Regions from separate parts of the Mus musculus genome. Here region 1 is linked to region 2. The links are chromatin contacts, called in public HiChIP or PLAC-seq maps. All regions are on one chromosome and are shown on one strand. Each heading gives the region's core, a stretch centred on a gene start, on an enhancer-like site or on the middle of the called end of the contact. The rest is flanking DNA. Distances are from core to core; before and after follow the strand shown.

Evidence for each region. HiChIP or PLAC-seq counts read pairs in DNA pulled down with a chosen protein or histone mark.
Region 1: a contact with region 2 is called in an H3K27ac HiChIP or PLAC-seq map of embryonic stem cells, with 3 times the contacts expected there. The contact joins two enhancer-like sites. A contact is called at or near these places in 3 of 484 Hi-C or Micro-C datasets (embryonic stem cells and trophoblast stem cells), 7 of 115 datasets of contacts at active chromatin or transcription factors (bone marrow-derived macrophages, embryonic stem cells and memory CD8 T cells) and 1 of 9 other capture datasets (adipose tissue).

Annotation. Positions count from the first base shown.
Region 1 is chr5:110,081,753-110,084,521 of GRCm38.p6, reverse strand. All of the region lies in intron 2 of Gm35315 (zinc finger protein 431-like), which reads left to right. Among named protein-coding and RNA genes, the nearest start is that of Gm35315, 12 kb to the left of the region's middle. Within about 2 kb of position 1,336, at least 4 of the 459 cell types and tissues checked have an H3K27ac peak or open chromatin away from gene starts, as enhancers often do. A contact at or near this core is called in embryonic stem cells, where this site is marked.
Region 2 is chr5:109,843,804-109,846,503 of GRCm38.p6, reverse strand. No RefSeq gene overlaps it. Among named protein-coding and RNA genes, the nearest start is that of Gm35089, 21 kb to the left of the region's middle. Within about 2 kb of position 1,448, at least 102 of the 459 cell types and tissues checked have an H3K27ac peak or open chromatin away from gene starts, as enhancers often do. A contact at or near this core is called in embryonic stem cells, where this site is marked.

The DNA of each region.
Region 1 (2,769 bases), core at 87-2,586, 240 kb before region 2:
TTTCGGCTGACTTCATAGATGCCCTCATCTTCCTTTTCCCTCGTGTAAATCATGTACAAGATGGTATTCTTAAGAATCTTACTTAGCCAGCGCTTGGGAGGCAGAGGCAGGCGGATTTCTGAGTTCAAGGCCAGCCTGGTCTACAAAGTGAGTTCCAGGACAGCCAGGCCTATACAGAGAAAAAAAAAAGCCTAAGAAGGTGTCCTAAGGGAAGCACACCCTCCTGCTAAGCCTTCAACCAATGGAAGAAGTAGGCAAAGTGATTCCTAGATCCAGGAAGGAAATTCATATAAAACCTGCTACAACTGTAGTCCAAGGTGGCATGGTCCATCCCAATTTAGAACCCAAACCTTGCAGGATCACCCAAGTTCTGGAAACAAGATGTAAGGTCCTAGATTCTTCCCCTGTGGTTTCAGTTCATCACTGTTTCAGCCATCTATGTTTAGCAGAGTCAAAGTCCCAGTGAGGGAGGATGCTGTGAGAGTGCGTTGTATGAATCTGTGAGGATAAAGCCTGAGTTGCATTCTGACACCAGGACATATTGAGATACCTAAGCTAGGAGACACCTGCCATGGAGAGCGGCATAGAGAGAGTGCAAGTAACTAAACTGAGAGATGTATGAGAAGTTTCAGGGATAGGGCCATCTAAGCCTTTTGAGACTGAGTCCCCTTGTGTCTGAGACAGAGCTACAGGATGTGGTGTGTGTCCTGCTGGGTTTTCTGCCTTGGTCCAGTCTTCCCACACTATGTACACATTCCTCTCTATTGGATGGGAGGGGGCATTCTGTGCCTTTGTATGTTGGGAAGATATAACTTACGTTTTGATTTTTTACAAGATGTGGCAATCAAGAGTGTCAGAAGAGACTTTGGACATCTGAACAGTGTATGGGTTGCTGCAGACTCTTAAGATCATTGAAGTTAAACGAAATACATTTTCATCATGGATGGCCATGAGCCTATAGTGACCAGGGTTAGAATGTAGCTGATTGAGTCAGAGAGCTCCCAGATATAATGTTGTCTATGAACACTTGTCTCTTTTTTTTGTGGCTTTCTTTGAGGAGCTTATAATGTTAGGGTCCAAGAATCACTGAAGGAAGACCCCAGACTCAAATAGTATGCAAAAGCAAAGAGCATTTTATTCTGCAGAATTCTATCATGCAGGATGGGGACAGACTTGTGAGCTTTGCAAGCTCCATTTAAACCCGATTAGGGGAATTCCAGGGAGGAGTAGGTGACTTTTATCCCGATTGTTTGACTCAATCCCCAGGGGGTGTGTGTGTCTTTGGGATTGGTCAAGGTTCTAGAGAATTTAGGGGATGTTCTGGAACCATTGCTCGTTAACTATTCTTGGCTCAGGCTTGGCTCATGCCTGATGGCAGGGGCAGCTCCTGGCTGCTCATGATTGGGGGAGGGGTCGTTTTCCTGGAATTGACTTGTTTGGACTTTTCCAGTTCTGGGAAGCAGAAACTTAGGCCTAGTCTCCCAAATTGTCAGTTTGCAGCCTGTCATGGAGTCAGCCTGGCTCTGGCCAATACAGTCTTTTCATTAGAAGCTTTCCTAGGAGCCAGGTGTGGTGGCGCACGCCTTTAATCCCAGCACTTGGGAGGCAGAGGCAGGCGGATTTCTGAGTTCGAGGCCAGCCTGGTCTACAAAGTGAGTTCCAGGACAGCCAGAGGTACGCAGAGAAACCAAAAAAAAAAAAAAAAAAAAAAAAAGAAGCTTTCCTAGGAGGGACCTTTGTAGATTCTTTATTGGGGATGAGATTTGAGTGTCTATAGTTTCAACCCATTTCCTGGTGTGTGTGTGTGTGTGTATGCGCGTGCATGTGCGTCCGTACTGTGTTGTGGTTGAACCTGATCAGTCAGCTTCATTCTCATGTTGTCTTGCTTTTACCATTATAGACTCTATCCCTAAATTTACATGAGATGCAGTTGAAGCAGTTGTTATTCAATGCTAAACTATTTTGTGAACCTGGTGTTTTTATATTTTTAATTTTGTTGTTTTGGCTTTGGTTTTTAAAGACAAAGTTTCTCTATGTAGCCCTGGCTGTCCTGAAAGTAGATGTGTAGAACAATCAAGGCTCAAACTTAAAGGTCCACCTGACTCTGGCTCCTAAGTGCTGGGATTAAATGTGGGCCAACATGCCTGGCTTTTTCTTTCTTTGTTTGTTTTTATATCATTAACTGATGGGCTTGCAATGTAGATTTTGGTACATGTCAAGCATGTGCTGTTGTGTTGATCTTCATGCACGTTGTGAATTTTGACATTTGGCAGAGAGAATTTTCTGTTTCTCAGGATGGGGAGTATTCATGACATTGATACTGCCTGAGCTTTACTGCCTGAGCTTTCTGAGTCATTGGATTGCAGGTGCATAGCATTCTTCCTACCTGTTGTGGTTGTTTTGATTTTTTTGAATGAATGAGTATTTTGCCTGTGTGCATGAATATGCACATTATGTATACCTGGTCCCCATAATAGTCAGAAAATGGCTTCAGAATTTCTGAACTTGGATAGTTGTGAAGCCCTGGCACACAAGTACTGGTAATTGAGTTCAGTTATTTGCAAGACCAGTAAGAGCTCTTCACTGGTGAGCCATCTCTTCTCCCATATATTGCTGATTTAGGATCAATGTTTACATTGCCAATATTTTCCTTTTTTTTTTTTTTTTTTTTTTTTTTTTTTTTGAGACAGGGTTTCTCTGTATAGCCCTGGCTGTCCTGGAACTCACTTTGTAGACCAGGCTGGCCTCGAACTCAGAAATCTGCCTGCC
Region 2 (2,700 bases), core at 199-2,698:
AAGAGAAGACAAGGAAACAATGCCTGAACTGATATTATCATTTGAATCAGAGTCACATTCCAGCTACTCTATAGAACTGCTATTCTAGTTTTATACTACTCACATATTGCCAAAGATATGTATTAGGTGATAAGTATATGTTTCTAATAAGCAATTATTCCATAGTAAAGCTGATTACTTCTAGACTAACATTGCTATGTTGAAGTGAGAGGGGCAGTTAATGAGAGTCAAGAATGTTGTTGAGAACAAACCTTAATTCCTATACCATATGTCTATGAAGAACAAACAGCCACACTGCGTGAATGCAATGTGGAAACCTTTCATTTGTTATTCTTTTTTAATAGGTATATCCTGTATCACAATGGATACAGGCCATTTGAGCATATGGATATTGAAATAAGCAATGTACCTCTCTTTCCCAGAACACTTAGAATATATAGTAGTCTACATTTGCACAAACTTTCTCAGTGTGATACAAGTTTATAATTAGGTGGTTTTCCAACTTAATTGGGAATATATCCATAAACTCGCACTGCAGAAAATCCCTATGAGTACTAGGATTGTGGAAATTCTTTTATGATTTCCTGGTTTACTTTGCCAATGTAGTATGAAAATGTAGTGTATTTCACAATATAGGAAAATTTGTGAATGTACTCAGTGCGGTAAAGCTCTGAGCTCTTCCATTTCTCTTAAAATTAAAAAAAAAATTTCTCATGGAGAAAAGGAATGCTACAAATGTGGGCCATGTAATAACACTCTTACCATTACAGATTTGCAAAACAAACCATAATTAAGGGGAACCCATGAATGTAAACAAAGTGATAAAAATCTTACGATATGATTCCTCTTTACAATTAGACCAAATTGTAAAATTAATTCCTATAGATAAAAAGATTCATTGGTTTAGTGAATGTGGTAAAGCTTTCACATGTGCCAATTATCTTTGCAGGCATGAAAGAAGTCTTACTGGAGAGAACCCTCTAAAAATATCCAGTGTGGTAAAGCCTTTGCATGTCACAGTTATCTTCAAAGGTATGAAAGAATTCATGCTGGAGAGAAACCCTATGAAGGTATTCAGTATGGTGAAGCCTTTGTACATCACATTAGTCTCCAAATGAATAAAAAATCCCTACCTGAAAGAAACCCTACAAATGCAAGGAGCAAGTGGCTGAGCAGTGCCAGGTGGAGTGGTGGAGCCTTCCTGGGGCTGCGCAGGGAGACAGATGGGTAGGCTATTGGAGGACAGGCACAAATACTACAGAAATGCAAATCCCTGTAGATCTGGAAAAAGTCAGGCACTGGACTTGAAGCTAGGGCTGAGAACCTCTGCACTGTGTACCTTCAGCAAACCCTAACCCTAAGGGAGGTGCTCGAGTCACTCAAGACTTACTGGCCAATCAGAGCCTCTAGGGGGACCTGCCAGTCAGAAGGGAAGGCGGGTTTTTCCGGATACCTTGGGTCGGTTTCGCTTAGTAGCTGAGCAGGCTTGAAAGGTCCCTTAAGCTGTGTTCTCTGTCCTGCCGCTGGATGCTGTGGAGGGTGCTCAGGCAAGCTCCGAAGTTGCGGCATGGTGAGTACAGGGTCATTGAAAACAATGGGGAGAAGCAGGGGTCTGAGCAGCGCGAGCTGCTGTGGTGGGTCTTTCCTGGGACTCAGTGGGAATCCGCAGCCATGTGCGATGTCCCCTGAGGTCCTAGCCACTTGCGAGACCCAGCTGTAGCGTCTGAATAACTTCGCTCTGGGGGCTGCATCTGTGCAGAACATTTGGCTTGTGTGTAGAGAGATCTTTGGCGTGATCCCAAACTCAGAGAGTCCGACTTTCTACAAGTTCTGTTCTTAGCATTTGACATTAAGGTGGACAATGCATTTGGAGTTAATTTTGTGGAGGCTGTAAAAGGCATCTCTTGTGCTGGGTAGCAATTCAATGTCAAGCTGTGATGTTAAAGAGTAAAACTGATGATGTAAAGGATTTAGTAAAGCTTAGGAAATAGTAAGGCACACCAAGTAGAATTTAGCTGAGGGAGGACTGCCGCACACCTCACAGATAAGTACTATGCCAGCCAGGGCAGTTAGAGGTTAGGATGCTAGGGTACACATGCTTGTTCACCAGCATTGTCCAGAAATCATAACAAAGGAAACAAACTTGATTTATAATCTGCCACTAGGCCCATCCCCTTATCAAAGAGCAGGCCTCTAACCAGCTGCTTAATGGGGCATTCATTACAGGATCACAACCAAAAGCAAGGCCTCTTGTGCCATAAGGCGCAGTTTTCTTCTTGAGAAAAGCATAGTTCTGCCACAATGGCTAGATGACATCTAGTGACAACCATTTGAAAACTTAAAAAAACAAAACAAAACAAAACAGAAAAACCCACAACCATTGCATTGAGTGTAGGCCTGATCCAGCTATGCTTTCCCTGAAGTCCCCATGTCTGGAGAAGGACACACCTCCTTCTGAAACCCAGGAACACTCTTGGCAGAGCCAGTCACAGCCTGGGCCTAGTCCTTAGGAGCTTTCCCTGAGGCCCTGGGTATAGAGAGAAAACAGGGCTCCTTTACTTCGTTTTTTGTTTTTGTTTTGTAGAACATGATTTTAATATTTTCAATTGTTAATATTTTTTAAAGAGAGTAATTATTTTAAGATATATTTCATTGTTATATCCTCCTTTTCATTTCTGATTTTATTAATTAGGATACTGT